Regions from separate parts of the Mus musculus genome. Here region 1 is linked to region 2. Evidence: chromatin contacts called from public Hi-C data. All regions are on one chromosome and are shown on one strand. The core of a region is the stretch at or near the end of the contact, and the rest is flanking DNA. Distances in the headings are between cores, read along the strand shown.

Region 1 (5,574 bases), core at 3,054-5,553, 550 kb after region 2:
GAGCCAGCCACCACCACCACCACCACCACCACCACCACCACCACCACCACCAATACTACTACTACTACTGATAATGATGATGATGACGATGACTCAAGTTTGAGCCTAACTTTTAAGACTAACTAAATTTGTAGTTAAGAATAATGCTTTCAAGCCAAGCTCTCACTGAGGGAATAGAATGGGAAGTGAAAATACATGACAGGCTTGAAATACCCTTTAAATTTATTTCTGACTCCAGTTTGCATCCTGATAATCCCCTCACCCCTAGACTCTCTCAGATATGTGGAGAGTGGGGGGGGGGGTACATAAGTAGCCACAGGTACAATCACAGACTTTCAGAACTCATGGCTCATCACGCACTTTCACTGTGGGTTTCCTATTAGAATATTCCAAACAGCTATCGGGTACCTGGGGCTGCCTGAAGTGTCTTCATTATCTCATGAAGTCTTTGCAACCGCATGAGGTTTGTTTTATTATGCTCATTTGTGCAGATGAGGCTGACAGTTATCCTATTTGCTCAAAGCCCAAAAGCTTGCTGAGATGATCAGTCAAAGGCCTGCCTGAATCCTAAACCCACACTGTCAAAAGAAGCAGTTAGTATTTGCCCTTTGTGCTTGGCCACTGTGTTCAGAGCAAGCCAACATGGGGAGAAGGGGTTTTTATTTCTTGCTTTGCAACAACTTACATTGTGCTGGGGAAGACATATAGAAAATCAGATCCTATTGTAGTATCAAGGTGGTGGAGTATGTATGTCATTCCAGCCCTTGGTAGACAGAGGCAGGAAGAGCCCAACTTTGAGACCAATCTGGGGTACAAAGTAAGAGTCTGTCTCAAACCACCCAAATATGCCAAAGGAAGACCACAGCTACCACAACAATAACAAAAAGCCATTCCGTGTGATACTGCTTTACAAGGGCCCCAGCAGCAAAGAGAGCAAAAGGAAGGATGCTTAAACCTACCTGAGATAAAACCCCACAGTAGTCATGGATTTACCAACAAGCAGGGCACAGGGGAGAAAATACTTCTAAGTCAGCGTAACCTGGAGCTGGGGGCATTCTCCCCATGTCAGAGCAGGTTGGGCTGTCTGCTATCATTTTACCTTTCCACTTTATCCTCTGATGAAATAGCCATTCACCTGCTTTCTGGTCACATCCTGTGATGATTTTTAATCGCTTCCCCCCTCCCCAGGTGCTTTGATCTGTTGGCTTTACCTCAAAGTCATGACACATTGCCCCGGAGGAAATCTAGGTGCTACCCAGTGAGGCCAGAGGTCAAAGGTCCATTTCCCGAATCTGAGATATTGTACTCCAGGGATAGATGCCTGCAGCTCAGGCTCTCTAGCTGAGCCTCAGATGCTGGTGAACACAGAGACCAGAGAATGAAAGTGTGGGAAGCCTGGGCATGAGAGGAAAAGGAAGGTCATTTCTCCTCGATAAATCTCTGTAACACTGGACCCTGGATCGGCTCATTGGTGTTGAGTTTTATAGCTAACACTTAAAGCTATAAAAAGGTTTTACTTTTGAAACTCCCGTGAGACAAATGCATTTTTTTTTTCTATTAAGAGGCTGAGTTTTCTAGTCCTCAGCCATCGAAATTATTGTCCTTTTGAGGCACCATTCGGACACAAATTGTCTTAGACACACAAAATATAAGTCAAGGATCTTTACTTGACAGAGCCCAATCCTTGAATGATCCTTGGTTGTAGAATCTGTGGCTATGGAGCCCACAGGCATGAAAGACAGCTATGTCATCCAACAGTGGCACACATCTCTAACTGCATTCTGTCTTCACTGTTATCATCTGGAAAGTTGTTTCTGAACACATGATCAGGATCCTTTTGCTAACCCGAATTTAAGAAAACTATAACATAATGTGATGGTTTGTATATGCTCGGCCCAGGGAGTGGCCCTGTTGGAGTAGGCATGTCACTGTGGGTATGGGCTTTAAGACCCTCATCCTAGCTGTCTGGAAGTCAGTATTCTGCTAGCAGCCTTCAAATGAAGATGTAGAACTCTCAGCTCATCCTGTGCCATGCCTGCCTGGAAGCTACCATACTCCCACCTTGATGATAATGGACTGAGCCTCTGATTTTGTAGGCCAGCCCCAATGAAATTTTGTCCTTATAAGAGTTGTGCCATGGTTATGGTGTCTGTTCACAGAAAAAAGAAAAAAAAAAAAAGAAAAAATTAACTAAGATATACGTCATACCAAACTGGTCAGAGATCTAGGGTAAAACCTAACACTATATGGTCTAAAAATAAGTATAAATAGAATCATTTTTAATGGTATTCCACTGTACTCAGAGAATACTGTCTTATCCAGTCATCATCAGAGAGGTTTCTCCAGCAGCAGATGAGAACAGATGCAGAAAGCCACATCCAGACACTACAGGGAGAGAGAGACTAAAAGGGAGGTCTCCAACAAAACCCTCCCCTCATAGTCCAGGGAATGTCACAGAAGAGGAGACTGAAAGATTGTAAGAGACAGAGGAGATAGAGAACACCAGGAGAAACACATCTCTCTGAATCAACTATGCAAGGTTCAAATGAACTCACAGAGGCTGAAGCAGTGAGCATAGGGCCTACATTGTTCTGTACCAGATCGTGTGTGTGTGTGTGTGTGTGTGTGTGTGTGTGTGTGTGTGTGCACTCAAGTGTGTGTGTGTGTATTAGCTACTAGCTTAGTATTTTTATGGGATTCCTGACTGTGAGAATGAGTGGGTCTCTGACTCTTGTGCCTGCTCTTGGGACCCTACTCCTCCCATTGGGTTGCTGGGTCCAACTTTGATATGATAGTTTTGCTTCATCTTAGTTTATTGTGTCATATTTGGTTGTTATCTCTTAGAAGCCTGTTCTCTTCTAATGAGAGGCAGGAAAGGAGTGGATATGAAGGGAAGGGGTGGTTGCAAGGGGAGATGGGACGGGAGGGAAGATCTTAGAGGAGTAGAAGGAGGGGAAACTATAATCAGAATATATTGCGTGAGAAAAGAATCTATTTTCAGTAAAAGAAAAAAGAAAGAAAGAAAACAGTGACATTGCTGGCACAAATGACTTCAGTATTTTGAATTACTGGATGACGAATCAGAGTAAAGAACAAACTAAGACTTAAATGTAACCAATCAGAAACCACCAACTAATATTACCTGGACTTTCCAACAGATCATACCACCCTGCCTCCTTTTAGTTAATCTTATTATGGTTTTACTTTCCAGTACCAGGGATTGAACCTACACCCTTGCATATATGTTAGGCAAAGGTTGTACCACTGAGCTACATTCTTAGCCCATTTTCTCATTTTCACTTAGAGATAAGATCTCCCTAAATTTCCAAGGCTTGTCTTTGAGCTCACTACATAGCCCATCCATGCCTTGAACTTGTTACCTTCCCTCCACTGTCTCCCAGGTAGGTAGACTCACAGGTCTTTACTGTCAAGCAGTGGTTCAAGGGTCAGCCCTGAAAAACCAACTGATTTCTCTGCTAAAGTAGAGCTCTGAGAACATCATCTGGCTTGATCACTTGTGATGACACACTCTTATTCCTGAACGCTCTGCTCTGCCTATTTGTATTTCTTCTCTCTGTGTGACATAATGCTCTTGTGCCAGCTGCTCAGATAAATCCTTCACTGTTCCCTGGTCCTGCTGAAGTTTTGCATCTCTTTGAGATCATCAGTTGATAGCTTCTTAAAAGCAAAAGGTTTCTGACAATCCCACAGCCCATTATGAATAGATTCTGGGCCCTGCCAAGGACTATGGAATTGAATGATCTTGCATGTGGAAAATCCTAACCTGGCTTAATGCACCAGGAATACCAGGGGATAGGAAGAGTTCAGATGAGGGAGGGTGAGGGTCTGTCTGGTGTACATGTGTAATTTTAGATTCCCATCTCTCATTTTTGTCCTTCATTCAGCATCCTGGCTTAAATCTGAATCTAGAAATGGGGGGTTGGTTCAGGGATTTGTGAACCCAACCAAAGCCAGCTGAATGGTTCATGAGATCTGAATCAGCCGGAAGCAACTGTTCCCATCCCCAGAACCCATGTCTCAGTTCCACCTGGCATCACCAATTATCTGTTCCTCTGACATAGGGTGGATTTTTCCCCCTTCTTCTTCATTCCCTCGAAATAGAACTATAATTAAATCCAAAATTATACTGGAGACTCTATCGTCACAGCAAAAGCAGAACACAATGTCTGCAGACAAAAACAGTCTTTCAATAAAAATTAATTATGTGCAGCTCATGTCCCAGTCTGATGGTGGTGCGAGGAATGCATATGGAGGCGTGAGGAGGAGCTCAGCTGGGGAGCACTGCCCAGAGTGGCTCCCTCCTCCTAATGCTCCCTGTGCAAAGCATAGTCCTCATCTCCATTCAAGCCACACACATACATACACACACTTTATAGCAACTGCTGATGAATGCTTTATTCTCATCCTTCATGGTCTGAGAAGTTGTAGTCAGCCACATAGGGGAGATAAGAGGGGAAGGAGAGAAGTTAGAAGAAAAAAAAAGTAGCCTGTTGTTCTCATTTAATTTTTAATTTTCAGAGGAAATATTCTCACAGTTAGGAACATAAGAATTCTGCTGGCACCATGTGCAGCATGCTTCCTGCCACAGGGAGTATGTAGGCGAATTGAACTCTGGGGAGAGATGATGGAGCCTGGAGCTCCTGTCCATCATAATACCCATGAGACAGAACCTGTCTCTTAGGACCTGGCTCTTCCTAAAATCCAGAGTCTGGGCCCCAGTACAATGTAGTCAGCCAACATTTCTAAAAGTAAACACAAGTCTTTGTAAAAGTACAGTGAAAACCAGATAGAGGAGGAGAAGCAGGGTGGGAGCACCTCACCTTAGAAACCACAAAGTAAAGGGGAAAGAACATATACAAACCTGCTGGGGCTAGCCTCAGCTGTTCTTCTTTCTTGTTGGTTCTTCTTGAGGCAGCAGAGGGGGAAGAACATTGGCAGGGGCATGGGGGGAGGGGGTAAGACTTGGCCTTACAAGATGAGATATTTAGGGTTGCTGGTTAATAATAATAATACATCTATCTAAAGTCTAAGTTACTTTGCTTCAGTAGCTGGCCTGCCTTCTAAGTTCCCCAGCACCTCATCTTAAAAGAGCAGGAGATTAAGTAAAGCAGCCTTTGTTTCTATCTCCACAGGAACTGTGAGGCTCTACCCTGCTAGTTGAAGTTGCAGGAAGAAAAAGGGACACTTTGAAAAGTGATTTCAGTCTTTATTTATACATTCTAAAGAATTTTCTATAAAAATTCTCTAAGGGAAAAAAAAAAAGAAGGGAGGAAGGGGATTGTCTCCCTCTTTGTCCTCAGCACTTATACATGTTTCAGAATACATGATCACATGGTAAAAAGTGCATCACAAGTTTACACATAAATTCAAATCGTAAATCGGATAAGAAGTTCACAACAGAGAATGTTTACATGCATATCCATTAGGAGTAATTATCTGGCTAAACATTCATCATCTGTCACTAGCTCTACAGGTTCATGGAGAGTTAAAAATCCATACCTTTTGGGGCTAAGTTATTAGTGAAGTTTTGTGTATATATAAACCCAGTCAATA
Region 2 (5,219 bases), core at 1,114-3,613:
AAATCTTGTAGGCCTGTTTGGGATACAGAAGACTCTGCTTCCCTCCCCACCCTTACAAGAAAAACAGATGGGGCAATCTCAGCCCTTCTGAGGGAGAGGCATGACAACCAGGAGTTCAAGGCCAGCCTTGGGCCACATAGTAAAAATAAGGCCAGCCTGGGTTACACAAGATCCCTTTTCCACTCCTCACCTCCACAAAAGAAGAAACAGTTTAAAAAAATGAAGCGTTAGTAGGTGTGGTGGTGTGCACCTGTAATCCCAGTACACAGGAGATAGATACAGAACGATCAAGAGTTCAGAGTCATCTTTAGCTTCTTGGTGGGTTTAGGGTCAGCCTGGGCTACATGAGAAATTGTCTCTAAATAAATAAATGAAACTGAGGAAGAAGAAGAAGACTGGGAAGGGGAGGGGGAGGGGGAGAGGGAGACGATGCTTTAATGGGATTTGTTACCACACATGCAAGCAACCCCTCCTGCTCCCAGCTGTCTCCCTCTCTGGTCTCTTCCATGCATTGATGTACTGGTTCTGCTGGACTTGTTACAACTCAATTCAAAGCACCTCTCTGATGACTCAGGATAGCTGTGCGTGAGCTCAGAGACAATGCTTGTACCCAGCACCATCTCCCCCCCCCCCCCACCTACATAAAGCTGTGCCTCAGCCCTTCCCTCGATAAGATGGAATGACTGTAGTGTGCTGCCATCTTTCTGGGTTGCCATAATGCACGTGAATGCCCTTGGCTGGAGCTCTCAAGAGCATCCACAATGGTGGGGTCTTACCAGGACACACTTGAAGCCACAGTCTAGGTTCTGACTGACGACTGGTTAATCTGAAGTCACTGATGAGCAGAGCTGAGACCGTGGTCAGCCTTGGGCACACTAAGCAAACATGGAGTGATTGGCTCTGGATTTGACGTGCTGCTCAAAGACCTAGGAGAATGGCAGATTTATCTTCTCTCATCCTGTCAGCCTGATTTTGTTACTGAGAATCTCAGCTGCCATCTCGGACCATGAAGAAGCAAGAAAAAAAACCCATAGGAAGGGGGCTGGAGAAATGGCTCAGTGGTTAAGAACATTGGTTGATCTTCTAGAGGACTTGGGTTCGATTCCCAACACTCACACAATGGCTCACAATTATCTGTTAACTCCAGTTTCAGAGGATCCCGTAATATCTTATGGTCTCCTTGGGCACTGCATGTACCTGCTACATACATATACATGCTACATACATATACATGCTTGCTACCATATACCCCCAAATACCCTCACACGAAATAAAGTAAAAATAAATAAAAAATACCACATGGGACAGAAAATCCTGGATTCTTTTTCTATCATTGCCAAAATAGATAAATAAAATATTCCAGTAGAAGGAAGGATTATTCTAGAGTTTTTTTCCCCACAAGAAACTGAAATAGAACAAGCACATATTGATCTTAGTATGATGTCTGCAAGACAGAGGTAATGACAAAACCTAAGTCAGAGTTAAGAGTTAATAGTGGTCAGGTGTGGTGCACATTCCTTTAATCCCAGTACTAGGGTTCAAGGCTAGCCTGGCCTACAAAGAGAGTTGCAAGACAGCTAGGACTGTTTCACAGAGAAACCCTGTCTCGGGAAGAAAAATTAAACACTTAAACATTTGTGGGCCTATGAGATGGCTCAGTAGGTAAAGGTGCTTGCTGTTAAGGCTGAGGACCCAAGTTCAATCCCTGAAACCCACGTGGTGGAAGGAGAGACCCGACTCTAGCAAGCTGTCCTCTGACCTCCAAATGTGTCCACAGCACACAGGCTCAGGTGCACACACATATACAACACAAAATCAATGTGAAAAAGCATAGGGGAGGGGCTAGGTTGTCAGACATCTCTAATAGATCGCCTGTAAAGGCGTTTGACTAACGTCTTATCAATCACTCGGCCCAAAATAAAACATGTATCACATTTCCAACATGACAACAGAAGTAGAAAAAATAAAACCAGAACACTGACACATCGCAACAAAGTTAGAAGAGAGTTTAATATATGTAAATGTATTCATGGTCTCCAATGGTTACATAAACATATGTTAGAAAAACATTGGTAGACAGCAGTTTTGATGGACAAAAAAACCAACCCACTCCTAAGGGTTTTAGATGTCTTTGAGCCTGTGCTGGGACTCTGTGGCCTGGGCAGTCCTGGTACCATTAGGAAGCCTAAGCTAAGACATATGCTGGTCCCTCTGACTGGGGGTGTGCCCATTACCCTAGCCTGAATATTGACTCCATTTATCTGCATCTCATTTGCATGTGTGGGCTGTTTTTAGAATTCCAGGGTGCACAGCATGGCAGATGGGGCTGGAAACATTCGATCTGAGAGGAGAGGAGAGGATGCTGTAGGCACGTCAACGTCATCACAGACAACGCTTGGCTGCGTGCTTATTCACTGTCGGGCTCTGCTTCATGCACTTTAGTTCCATGTAAATGAATACATGGGGACGCTCTAGGCATTATTATTATTGTCACCCCCTCATATACACACTTATTTAGTGCCTGCATACTTGAAACACCAGGAGACCGAGTTATGTCCACCAAGGTGAAGCTGCCAGGCAGTGGGGCTGGCAGTCAGGGTAGGTGGGCCGTCTCAGACCTGGGATTGACAGCAGTGTGCTGACCAATAATCACTGCAGAGCAGGTGCCCAGCCGCTAGCCATTTTCAGGAGGCTAAGCCTAAGGCAGCTTCCTGTGAAGCTGAGCTTCCCTCTTGCTAGCTAGGGGTTTCCACGTTGAGTGATGCTATGTTGGGGCTGTCGTGGGGTTCTGTTTGGTAATGATGGACCAGGTAGGCTCAAAAGATCTCAGAGCTCTTAGAGTTTGCAGATCTGGCCTGTTGTGATGGCTAATAACCAACTAACAGGATCTAGGATCACCTAAGATACATTATGCAAGCCAAGCTGGCCTGAAACTTAAAGACCTCTGCCTCAATATCTTGAGTGCTGGGGTTTCAGTGTGCATACACTGCTATGGCTGGCGAAATACCATGTCACCAAACCAGGCCCCTTTTTACCTATGCCAATTATAACAAGTAATGGGATTTTCCAAAGAGAAAGTTTATTCAGGAGCTAGAGAGATGGCTCGGCCTTTAAGACCCAGAGGGCACAGGTTTGATTCCCAGCACCCACATGGAGGCTCTTAGCCACCTGGAACTCAGGTTCCAGGGAATCCAATACCTTCTTCTTGTCTCCTTGGGCACCAGGCACACATGTGATGCACATACATTCATGCAGACAAACACTCATACATATAAAATAAAATGAGTAATTTTTTAAAGGCAAATTTATTCATGAAGTGGCTGTGCATGTGAAGATAGACCTCAGGCCTAGCGACGTCATCAGGACAGGATTTGGGGGTGCTTATGTGATAAAGATGCAGCGTGAGCCAGGAACGGTGGCTCTAGATATTAGAGACAGGATCCTAGAGGCTGAGGAGGATTTCACGAGTATTAGATTAATCCTGGTGTGTGTGTGTGTGTGTGTGTGTGTGTGTGTGTGTGTGTGTGTGTGTGTGTTTGGCCTGAAGTGTGGGTGAAGGTGGTGAGGGTGAGAGGTAAAGTAGTCTTCATGGATGTGTCCAGTCTTCACAGCTCTTTCCAGAATGCATGCTCAGAACACGGCAGTATAGCTGACTGTGGAGAGGCAGACCTTTGATCCCAGCATTGGGAAGGTAGAGGAGGGTAGATCTCTTTGAGTTCAAGCTTCCCAAGTTCCAGGTCAGACAAAGCTTCATATTGAGATGCTGTCTCGAGAAGAAGGAGGAGGAGGGGGAGGAGGAGGGGGAGGAGGAGGAGGCGTGGGGGAGGAGGAGGAAGAAGGAAGAAGGAGGAGGAGGAAGGGGAGGGAAAGGGGGAGGGGAAGGAGGAGGGGGAGGGGGAAGTGTAGGGGAAGAAGAAGAAGAAGAAGAAGAAGAAGAAGAAGAAGAAGAAGAAGAAGAAGAAGAAGAAGAAGAAGAAGAAGAAGAAGAAAGGGGGAAGGAGGGGGGAGCAGCATGGTGATATTCTTGGCCCGCACTCTCTTAGCTCAAAGGGAAGAGCCAATGTTTTCAACAAAACCAGCTTTGGGATCCCTGACTGAAAGGCAACCAAGGTAACTGTCACCATCATGACTCCTGTGTCAGTGGCATCACATACAGCATAGCTGGCTTGAGACTGACATTCTACTGCTCAGCTATGTGACTGCCATGATTCAAGTCCTGATTGTTAAAGTCTGATGAAGTCAAGGGACCAACAGCAGATTCAGCTGTTTATTCAGTGTTTATCCAGATTTCCCTAGGTTGTTCACGAAGGGCTTATCTGGTTATATTATCTTTTACCTTGTGTGTGTTCAGGGGTGTGTGTGTGTGTGTGCCTATGTTCAGGTGTGTGTGTGTGTGTGTGTGCCTTTGCATACGTGTGCATGTCCATGTGGAAGCCAGAGGGCAACCTTGAGTGTTGTTCCTCAAATGTGACCCACCTTATATTTTAAAACATTTTTATTTATGTATTTGTGTGTGTGGACACGAGTGTGTCATGGGACATATGTAGAGGTCAGAGGACAGCTTGTAGAAGCCTGTTCTTTCCTTCAACCCAGTGGGCCCCAGGGATCACTCTTAGGCCATCAGACTTTGCAGCCAATGCCAATGCCTTTACCTTCTGCATCCCGCCACCTGCTGAGATTATTTTTGAGACAGGGTCTCCTATTGGCTTAGAGCTCACCCACTAGGCTGGCTGGCCAGAGCGCCCCAGGGACCCACCTACCTGCCTCTCTGGCAGTACAACTGCAATCATAGTCCACCACCACTCCTTCCTTACCCTCCTCCCAGCCCCCAGCATGGGTTGTGGGCATTGAACTCAACTGCTCATGCTTGCGTGACCAACGCTTTACTGACAGAGCCATCTCCCCAGCCTCACGGTTCTCCTTTCCTCCATTGTCACTACAAACAGTTCCTCAACTCTTCACAAGAGTGTGGACGGACGAGCTTTCCTCTGTGCTCTTGGATGTGCTCCCCCTTTACTGTTATGTGTTAGTCCACCCTCCGGCTGGAAGATGTGTTTTTCAGAAGAATTCTCCCCTTCCTGGTTTTGTGTTTTAGTCACTGTTTTTATGGCTGTGACCAAACCCCTGACACACCTCCTAAGGGAGCAAAGATCAGTAATGTTCATGGTTTTGGAGGGTCAACGAGTAGTCAGTCACCTGGCCCCGTGTACTTGGGGACA

The links. A called contact is a pair of places that touch in the nucleus more often than the background predicts.
Region 1: a Hi-C map of cortical neurons shows a contact between it and region 2, with 6 times the contacts expected there. The contact joins two enhancer-like sites. A contact is called at or near these places in 3 of 484 Hi-C or Micro-C datasets (cortical neurons and embryonic stem cells) and 1 of 9 other capture datasets (embryonic stem cells).

What each region holds. Positions count from the first base shown.
Region 1 is chr6:135,638,763-135,644,336 of GRCm38.p6, forward strand. No RefSeq gene overlaps it. Among named protein-coding and RNA genes, the nearest start is that of 4930425L21Rik, 17 kb to the right of the region's middle. Within about 2 kb of position 4,304, at least 22 of the 459 cell types and tissues checked have an H3K27ac peak or open chromatin away from gene starts, as enhancers often do. A contact at or near this core is called in cortical neurons, where this site is marked.
Region 2 is chr6:135,090,953-135,096,171 of GRCm38.p6, forward strand. No RefSeq gene overlaps it. Among named protein-coding and RNA genes, the nearest start is that of Gprc5d, 25 kb to the right of the region's middle. Within about 2 kb of position 2,364, at least 21 of the 459 cell types and tissues checked have an H3K27ac peak or open chromatin away from gene starts, as enhancers often do. A contact at or near this core is called in cortical neurons, where this site is marked.